Linked DNA regions of Arachis hypogaea: region 2 is linked to region 1. The links are chromatin contacts, called in public Hi-C maps. All regions are on one chromosome and are shown on one strand. Each heading gives the region's core, a stretch centred on a gene start, on an enhancer-like site or on the middle of the called end of the contact. The rest is flanking DNA. Distances are from core to core; before and after follow the strand shown.

Region 1 (4,082 bases), core at 275-2,774:
AAACTATAAAAACAAACTAAATTAAATTATATTAATTTAAACACTAACATTTAAGTGTTAAATTACATTAACTTTAAATAAACTAAAATAAATTAAATTCACCAAAAAATTTTCTAAACTCAAACTAAATTAATTTTAACTAAAATAAAAATAAATTAAATTACTGCTCGTTAACCTGATCTTTAGGAATTAAATTAAATTTAAAAAATTAAGCTAATTTAAATTCTTGCTAAATTTCTGCTAACATTCAAAACCTACATTAATAAATCCTAAACTCCCAAAAAACCTTTAATCTAATTAATTACTACTCTAACTAAGCATCGTTTAACACTATTTCATCTTATATTTGTACTATTAAAATTCTAACAAATATTAAATCACTTGCAAAACTACCATCTGTAGTTTAAAAATATCAACAATGTACATAATGAAATTCTAAACGACTTAACATAAAAAATTACTATTTATTTTGTAAAGATATTTAATTTTGGAAACTACCCTCTTCATGGATAGAACCAGCAATATGGGCGGCGCATCTAACCAATAGATACTATTCGGGTCATCTTCCATTCTGCAGTCAGAATCTCAGGGTGTTTTTGGGTAAAATTTTTTTCTAAAAGGAGGTGAAATATAATTCGAAGCATGTGACTTCAAATGCTTTATATATAGATATACACTGAATAAATCGAAGCACCCTACTTCGATTTACCAATATCCATAGTTCCAAGTAAATCGAAACAGCCTATTTCGATTTACTAATGCCGAATTTCAATCTATCCAATTTAAATTACTATGAAAAAAAAATTATGAATGTAATTCAAAGTCCATAGATTTAATTTATCATGAATATACTTCAAACCATATTAAATCGATTCAAACTCATTTGATTTAGTTAAAATCCTAATGGTTTAAATTCTGTTGATTTGATTTATTATTAAAATAGCTAAACTGAATTAACCTAATTCGATTTACACGAATTTATTTTTGAAAACAATTACGTAACATTTTTTTATTTTAGGAGATTTATGAAAATTTGATTTTCATTTTATTTTTTTAGGTTATTTGCCCTATACGTTGCACTAAATTTATGCATAACTAATACGACCTCTGCTTAAAAAAGGGAAAAAAAAAGGTGACGCTTTAATATATGTTCTGCCATTAGACTCTTACATAATAAAATATGGTTTTTTATTAATTTTGAATACAATGTAATGTACCACGCACTACCACAAGTTTTCTTTTTCGGCCAGACCTTTTTTGTTTTGGTCAAGCTTTTTTGGCCAGACCTTAATGAGTGTCAGCATTAACCATTAAGGTTTGTTATTTTTGGTTGGAAGTGTCACCATTAAGGCTAATCATTAATATCTACCAACCAAAAAGACCACTGTATCGCATGCATTTTGTTTATTTAGTTTTTGGACGAGGTCCAATCCAAAAACATTGGCGGTCATAGTTGTGGGTTTGCATATTATAATGTGATTAGCATTACAATGGGAACTGGGAAGACCCCAAAAGGCCCATTAAAGCCAGCAAGTTTATTCTATCTACTATGGGCCTTAGATAAATGGCCTTTTCACTTTCCTCTCCACCTTCTTTGCTTCATGAATCACACACCCGGGTTTAAATCTTGGTAATGGTGCCAATGAGCCTTGTCTCTAATGGCATATCTTTCCCTCCCTACCTCAAAAGTCTAGGATTCAAACTCTAGAAAATGCAATTGAAAAAAAATATGATAAAATATGTGAGGAGTGTGTGGGTGTGTTGTATACCTAGGATTGGGAATTGTCCAATCCATTGGGGTATCTAGAATTGGGGATTGTCCAATCCACCGACAAAAAAAAAAAATCTTAGTAATGGCTAAATAATAGATAAAATCTTTAAATATGTGTGTAGTTGATGTGTGTAATTATGTGATGTAATACTTAAGATTAGAGACTATTTAATACATCCAACCAAAAAAAAAAAAACATATACTAATTCATCACCTCAAATGTATAGGTCAATTTTATGGTGCTATGAGTTAGTGTCTAAATTTTGCCTAACTTACCTTTTATAGTAAATTTTGATTTTTTAAAAATTATTTATTGTTATATCTTTTAAATTAAATATTATTTTTAACCTTTTTTAGTAAATAAGCACTACCTTTTAGGCACCATAGCATTCACTATATATATATATATATACCCCTCCCAAGAACCCGTCCCGCTAAAAATCTGTCCCGTGCGGGGCGGGTTCTTGGGAGGGGCGGGGGCGGGGTCGGGTTTAGGTAATACCCGTCCCGTTATATATATATAATATATATAATTTTAATATATAATATGTATAATATATGTAAAATAATTAGTAAATGATTAATAATATTGTATCATATTTAAATTTTTACTTTAATTTATGTTATGTATGTGATGATGGTTATATAAATTTTGAAATTTAATTTTATTTATTGGATTTTAATAATTATAGGGGCGAGGCGGGTACCCGCAGGGGCGGGTTAGGGTTTAACATTTTATTATCCGCAGGTAAAAGCGGTGCAGGTTCTATGCGGGTTGTTGTACGGCGGTGCAGGGTCAGGTAGAGCAAAAACCCGCCCTACCCGCCCCGTTGCCACCCCTAATTAACGTCTTAAGGTAGCGTTTGTTTTGAAGTACTGACATAGAGAATGAGAGACTGAGACTTAGTATCATGTTTGTTAGTTCAGAGACCGGTACTAAAATTTTTGTCTCTATTCCCAAAATTTCAGTATTTTAGTACCTCCAAAAAGTAGAAACACAGGGGATTAAAATTTTTAGAGATGGAGACTGATATTTTAATAACATTTTATACCTAAAATACCTTCATTTCAATTAATTAATTCCAATTTTATCCTTTGTACAAATTAAATTAGAATTCCATTATTGTTTTAATTTCTGTCTCACACTTTACACCAAACAGAATACTGAGATTTATTCCAATCTCTGTCTCTTAGTCTTTGTCTCTCAGTCTTAGTCTTTCTGTCTCTATCTCTCCACCAAATACTACGCAAGGGACATGACGTTTTATGTCTAAAAATAAAAGAAAGACATTACTTTTGTGTATGTTTATCTGCTTTTCATTTTTTAAAGAAAAAAAAAAGAAAATAATTATCTTCTTAGTTTATTTTTTTAAGGTAGTTATAAAAGAAGAAATAAAGGCATCAAATTAAATAGAAAAGTTAACAGGTAAAATAATATTGAATAATACTATATAACTAATAAAATTTATTATTTTTTATTAATATTTGACTAATTTTAAATCCTAAATACTAAATTATAAATTCTGAATCTTATACTCTAAATCACAATAGTATACAAAAAAAAAAAAAATACGAATCTAAAATATTGGCTAATATTGATAGAAAATGTTAGAACCTTAATCTTTTTCGTCAAACTATTTAAAACTTTCTTCCACCCATTATAAAACACATTCTTACTCTTTATCTTGTCTCTTTCTTTTTGACTATTTTGCTATTGCATTTTTATAACTTTGTTTACATATCACCTTGAGACAGAAATACAGAGATAACAAGGCAAAGAAAGAGACATTAGAAATAAATAAGAAGAATTCTTTTTATACAATTTTGTTTGATAAAAATAGACATATAATATTTTTTAAGAAAAAGTATATGATTTGTATCCTCATTATCGATGCCAAACCATCATCTACCACTACAAAAAAAATGTTGATTACCGTCAGACTTATTATTGGATTAATCAAATGAATCTGCCGCTAAGTATGTTACTGTCGGATTTACTGTTGTCCTGTAGTTAACGGTATAAACAGCGCCAGAAATCTCTTACTAGCAAATTTTTTTCATTTGACGCTAATTATCGGCGAATTTTCTATCAATGTTTTCAATGGATTCTCGAGCCTGAGTTGATGATTACCATGGGATTAATCCAACGGTAACTTTGGCGCCATTTCAATTGAAATGGCGCCAAAACTTACCGTCGGATTGATTTGACAGTACATTTGCCGGTAAGATTTTTATTTTTTATTTTTTATTTTTTTGGCACAGTTTAGCCACAACTAATAGTCAAATGAAATTAAAACTCTTGTTAACGAAA
Region 2 (3,773 bases), core at 95-2,594, 110 kb before region 1:
TACTGGAAGTGTTAGATCTTCTCTTATTTGGATTGGTTCCGGTTTTAAAACATGACTTGCGTCAGGAGTATACTTCCGAAGCTATGACACATGAAACACATCGTGTAAATTTGAAAGATACGGTGGTAAGGAAATTCAATAAGCCACTGGCCCAATTCTCTTCAGGATCTCAAACGCCAGCCTGTGACCCAAATGGGGGCAACTAAGGTGATGGAACAGGTGCTTCGGCTTGCTAGGTTGGGCTTGCAAAGAGCAAACTGTTGGCCTACCCACTCCAAGTTGAGAGTTGGGCCCGGTAGTCTGGGCGAAGGCCTAGGCCCCTCGGCTCCTAGAATGGAGGACAAAACCGTGAGGCCTTATGTGCCAAAGTGGAAAATATCGTTCTAACGAGTGGTCTAGACTGTTACAGATGGTATCAGAGACAGAGCCTGGATCGATGTACCAGCGAGGGCGCTGGGCTTCCTTAGGGGGGTGGATTGTAAGGTCCCACATCGGTTGGGGAGGGGAACGAAGCATGCCTTATAAGGGCGTGAATACCTCTCCCTAGCATGATGCGTTTTGACGAGTGAGTGTGGGGGGGTTTCGGCTATCATCCCTATTTTCAAAGGCAAAACCGTGAAGCCTTACGTGCAAAAGCGGACAATATCGTGCTAGCGGGTGGTTTGGGCTGTTACAACGATCCCCTCTGTTTAGGACGCTCAGCGGCCAACCTCCCCCTCTGTTCAGTTGTCTCTCTTCCGCAGTTAACGTGCACCAGCAATCTCTATGTCTCAGCTCAGCAACCTCTATGTCTCAGTTCAGCCATCAATCACGACCCAGCCGTGACAGCGCTTCTCCAATCGACCAACCTCTCAGTCAAGCAGTTCTTCCAGATTCATCCGGTTGAAGCTTTTTTTTATTGTTAAAATGTTATCAAATTAGTTCTGTTGTGGAACATTTAATTTCATTATAGGTGCTAATTTGTCCTTAATTTTTTGTGATTCTTAATTCTTTTTATTTTATTCTAGTTCATTGTTTATTTTGCTAGTCTTCTGAATTACTATTTTGATTTTGAATGTTGGACTATGTTATATTTAATATAAATTATTTAAAAAAAAAAAGAGAAGGCGAGCTGGCCTACTAACTTGTTATTCTGCCTTTTAACGAAGCGAAATAACAAGTTTAACCTATATCACTTTAGCAGAATGAGCCAATCCGTCCTATTTTATAAAGAACTTTGGCGGGGCAAAAGCAAGCTGACCCACTTTACTATCCTTACATTTAGATTATATATATGAGTAAAATCTACTGTTAATCTAATATTAATAATAAAATAGATATACAAATGAAAAATAATTCTTTAAATATACAAATTTTTTTTATCAAACAAGTCAAGTCAACCCATAGTTTATCATCCGAGCTATTTACACCTTAGTGTATAATAAATAGATGAACTTGTTTCACTAAATCCAATTATAGTTGGTCAAGTGTGATTAAGCTTTAAACATTTAAATCTTAGTTTTAATTAATCTAAATTATTAACAAGAATATGAAAGGGAAAGGGGGTGTTGTGAGTCCCTATTATATAAGTGTCCCCCACCATTAGTCTCTCCCCTTCAACCTCCATTGAAGGGACACCTCACCCACCCCCTCCATCCTTAGCTTCTTCAACCCCGTTCCCGTTCCGTTCTTCTCTCCACCACCTTCTTCTTTTTTTCCGTTTTCTTTCGTCCTTTTTCCAATCCAATATAAATTAAATAAATTTCCCCAATTTTCCCTTTTCCTTTAAATAGAAATCTCAAAAACATAGAAGCTTTAACTTCCTCTCTCTCACAAACACAAACCATGAAACTCAATTCAGAGATGGGTTCATCATCTCTGATTCCAACAGCACTCACCTCTACCCCATCACGTGACTCGCACGTGCACAACCACAACAAGAAGAAAAAGCCTCATTCCAAGAACCACAAACAGAAGAACAACCGCCAAGTCAACAAATGGAAATCCCAAACACAACAAAACCTCTACTCCACCAAACTCCGGCAAGCCCTCGCCGGATCCACCCTCTCGGGCGGCGGTAAATCCATCCGCGAAACCGCCGACAGAGTTCTTGCCAGCGCCGCAAGAGGTAGAAGCCGGTGGAGCCGCGCCATACTCACGAACCGGCTCAAGCTGAGCTTCATGAAGAACAAGATAAAGAAGAAGAAGAAAAGAGTGGGACCGGTGGTCAGGTCGAGAAGAACAAGAACCCGGTTGAACGTGGTTCGATTGAAGGTAAAGACAGTTCCGGCGGTTCAGAAGAAAGTGAGGTTGTTGGGAAGGTTGGTTCCTGGTTGCAGGAAGGAACCTCTTCCGGTGATTCTAGAAGAAGCCATTGATTATATACCTGCTCTTGAGATGCAGGTTCGCGCCATGACTGCTCTCGCTAACTTGTTGTTAGCGAATTCTTCTTCTTCTCCTTCTTCTTCTTCTTCTTCTTCTTCTTCTTCTTCCTCCGGTCATGCTCCTCCCACCTGAGATTCTCATGATCATCACACCCTCCCCTTTTCAGTTTGTAATTTTTTTATTTAAAAAATTATTGGTTTCTGTGTCGTGTCGTGTGCGTGTGTGTTAATAACATGTATGTATGTATGTATATGTCTTTTTTTTCTTTAAAAAAAATGAAGTAAATGATTAATCTGATAATAGTATAATACTACTTGGCTTGAAATTAAACATGTTTATAAGAATGTTAAATGGGTGACATGAGGTGAGTTAACAACAATTAAATAATTTTATATTTAAAAAAAAACAATTATTACTAAACAAGGTGCATGATAATTATTACTTTTGGTTAATTACATAGGTATACATATATACAAGCTTTTCTGCAATAATAATATATCATTTTTTTTTAAATTTATTGAGGTGATTATGTGTTGAATCTTGGTTATCGATATATCTTGTTATTATTTTGATCTTGTTAATTTGTCCCCGTAAAATCTTGTTTTGGTTTTCAATCGCTTGCATCCCATTGATTTAGTCAAACACAAATTAAAATCCACTAAGGTGTATTATATTATCGTTTAATGTGATGAAGGATTAAGCAAAGGATTAGTATCTACTAACTTAAATGCATGCTTATGAATTTTGTCCTTAAGCAAAATCAGTTCAAAATGCATGGGTGATGGTGTAAATAACAGTAGGGTTTCTGCTTCAAAATGGGTGCACGGCATCTTCTTAATTTCATGATTGGTCTGATCCTTTGTCGTATGATATATGGTCATAAATTCAATTAATGAGATTCTGGAACTGAAACTCAAACTGAACAAAACACAAACTACACGCACATGCATGTGATGCGCTTTCTTAGGGAATGAGTGGATTCAATTCTAGCCTTTATCATCATGGTGCTATTGCTCATTTTAGGTAGAAACTGAGGTACAGTTAATTTTACGTGAAGTTGATATTTAAAAACTATTAGATGATTTAATTAAATTTTCAGTTAACGACTTTTAAACATCAACTTCACGTAAAATCGATTTCACTTAAATTTTAACCGCCATTTTATTACCTCCACTAATTGCATTCTAGTGTGGCACTGTAGAGGAAGCAAATAAATAGTGCGTGTCACCATAAAAAGATTTCATAAGAATGAAAAATACCTAACTCAACGATCTAGATGGAGTTTAATTTCCCATTAAAATTTTAAATTAAGTAAAATATGTCTTTTATTTTTAGTATTTTAGACTCAATCAATATTTTGTCTCTAATATTTTTTATTTATGTCAAAATTATTTATATATATTTTTTTT

Evidence for each region. Hi-C and Micro-C count contacts between places; a contact is called where the count stands out from the background.
Region 2: a Hi-C map of leaf shows a contact between it and region 1, with 8 times the contacts expected there. The contact joins the promoter of LOC112796316 here to the enhancer-like site in region 1. A contact is called at or near these places in 5 of 8 Hi-C or Micro-C datasets (leaf and an unstated tissue).

What each region holds. Positions count from the first base shown.
Region 1 is chr4:12,753,048-12,757,129 of arahy.Tifrunner.gnm2.J5K5, reverse strand. No RefSeq gene overlaps it. Among protein-coding and RNA genes, the nearest start is that of LOC112799288, 26 kb to the left of the region's middle. Within about 2 kb of position 1,524, at least 3 of the 3 cell types and tissues checked have open chromatin away from gene starts, as enhancers often do.
Region 2 is chr4:12,859,483-12,863,255 of arahy.Tifrunner.gnm2.J5K5, reverse strand. LOC112796316 (transcription factor bHLH148) reads left to right here and starts at 1,344. Exons shown (of 1, transcript XM_025838696.3): 1 at 1,344-2,664. The coding sequence starts at 1,825. The coding sequence ends at 2,496.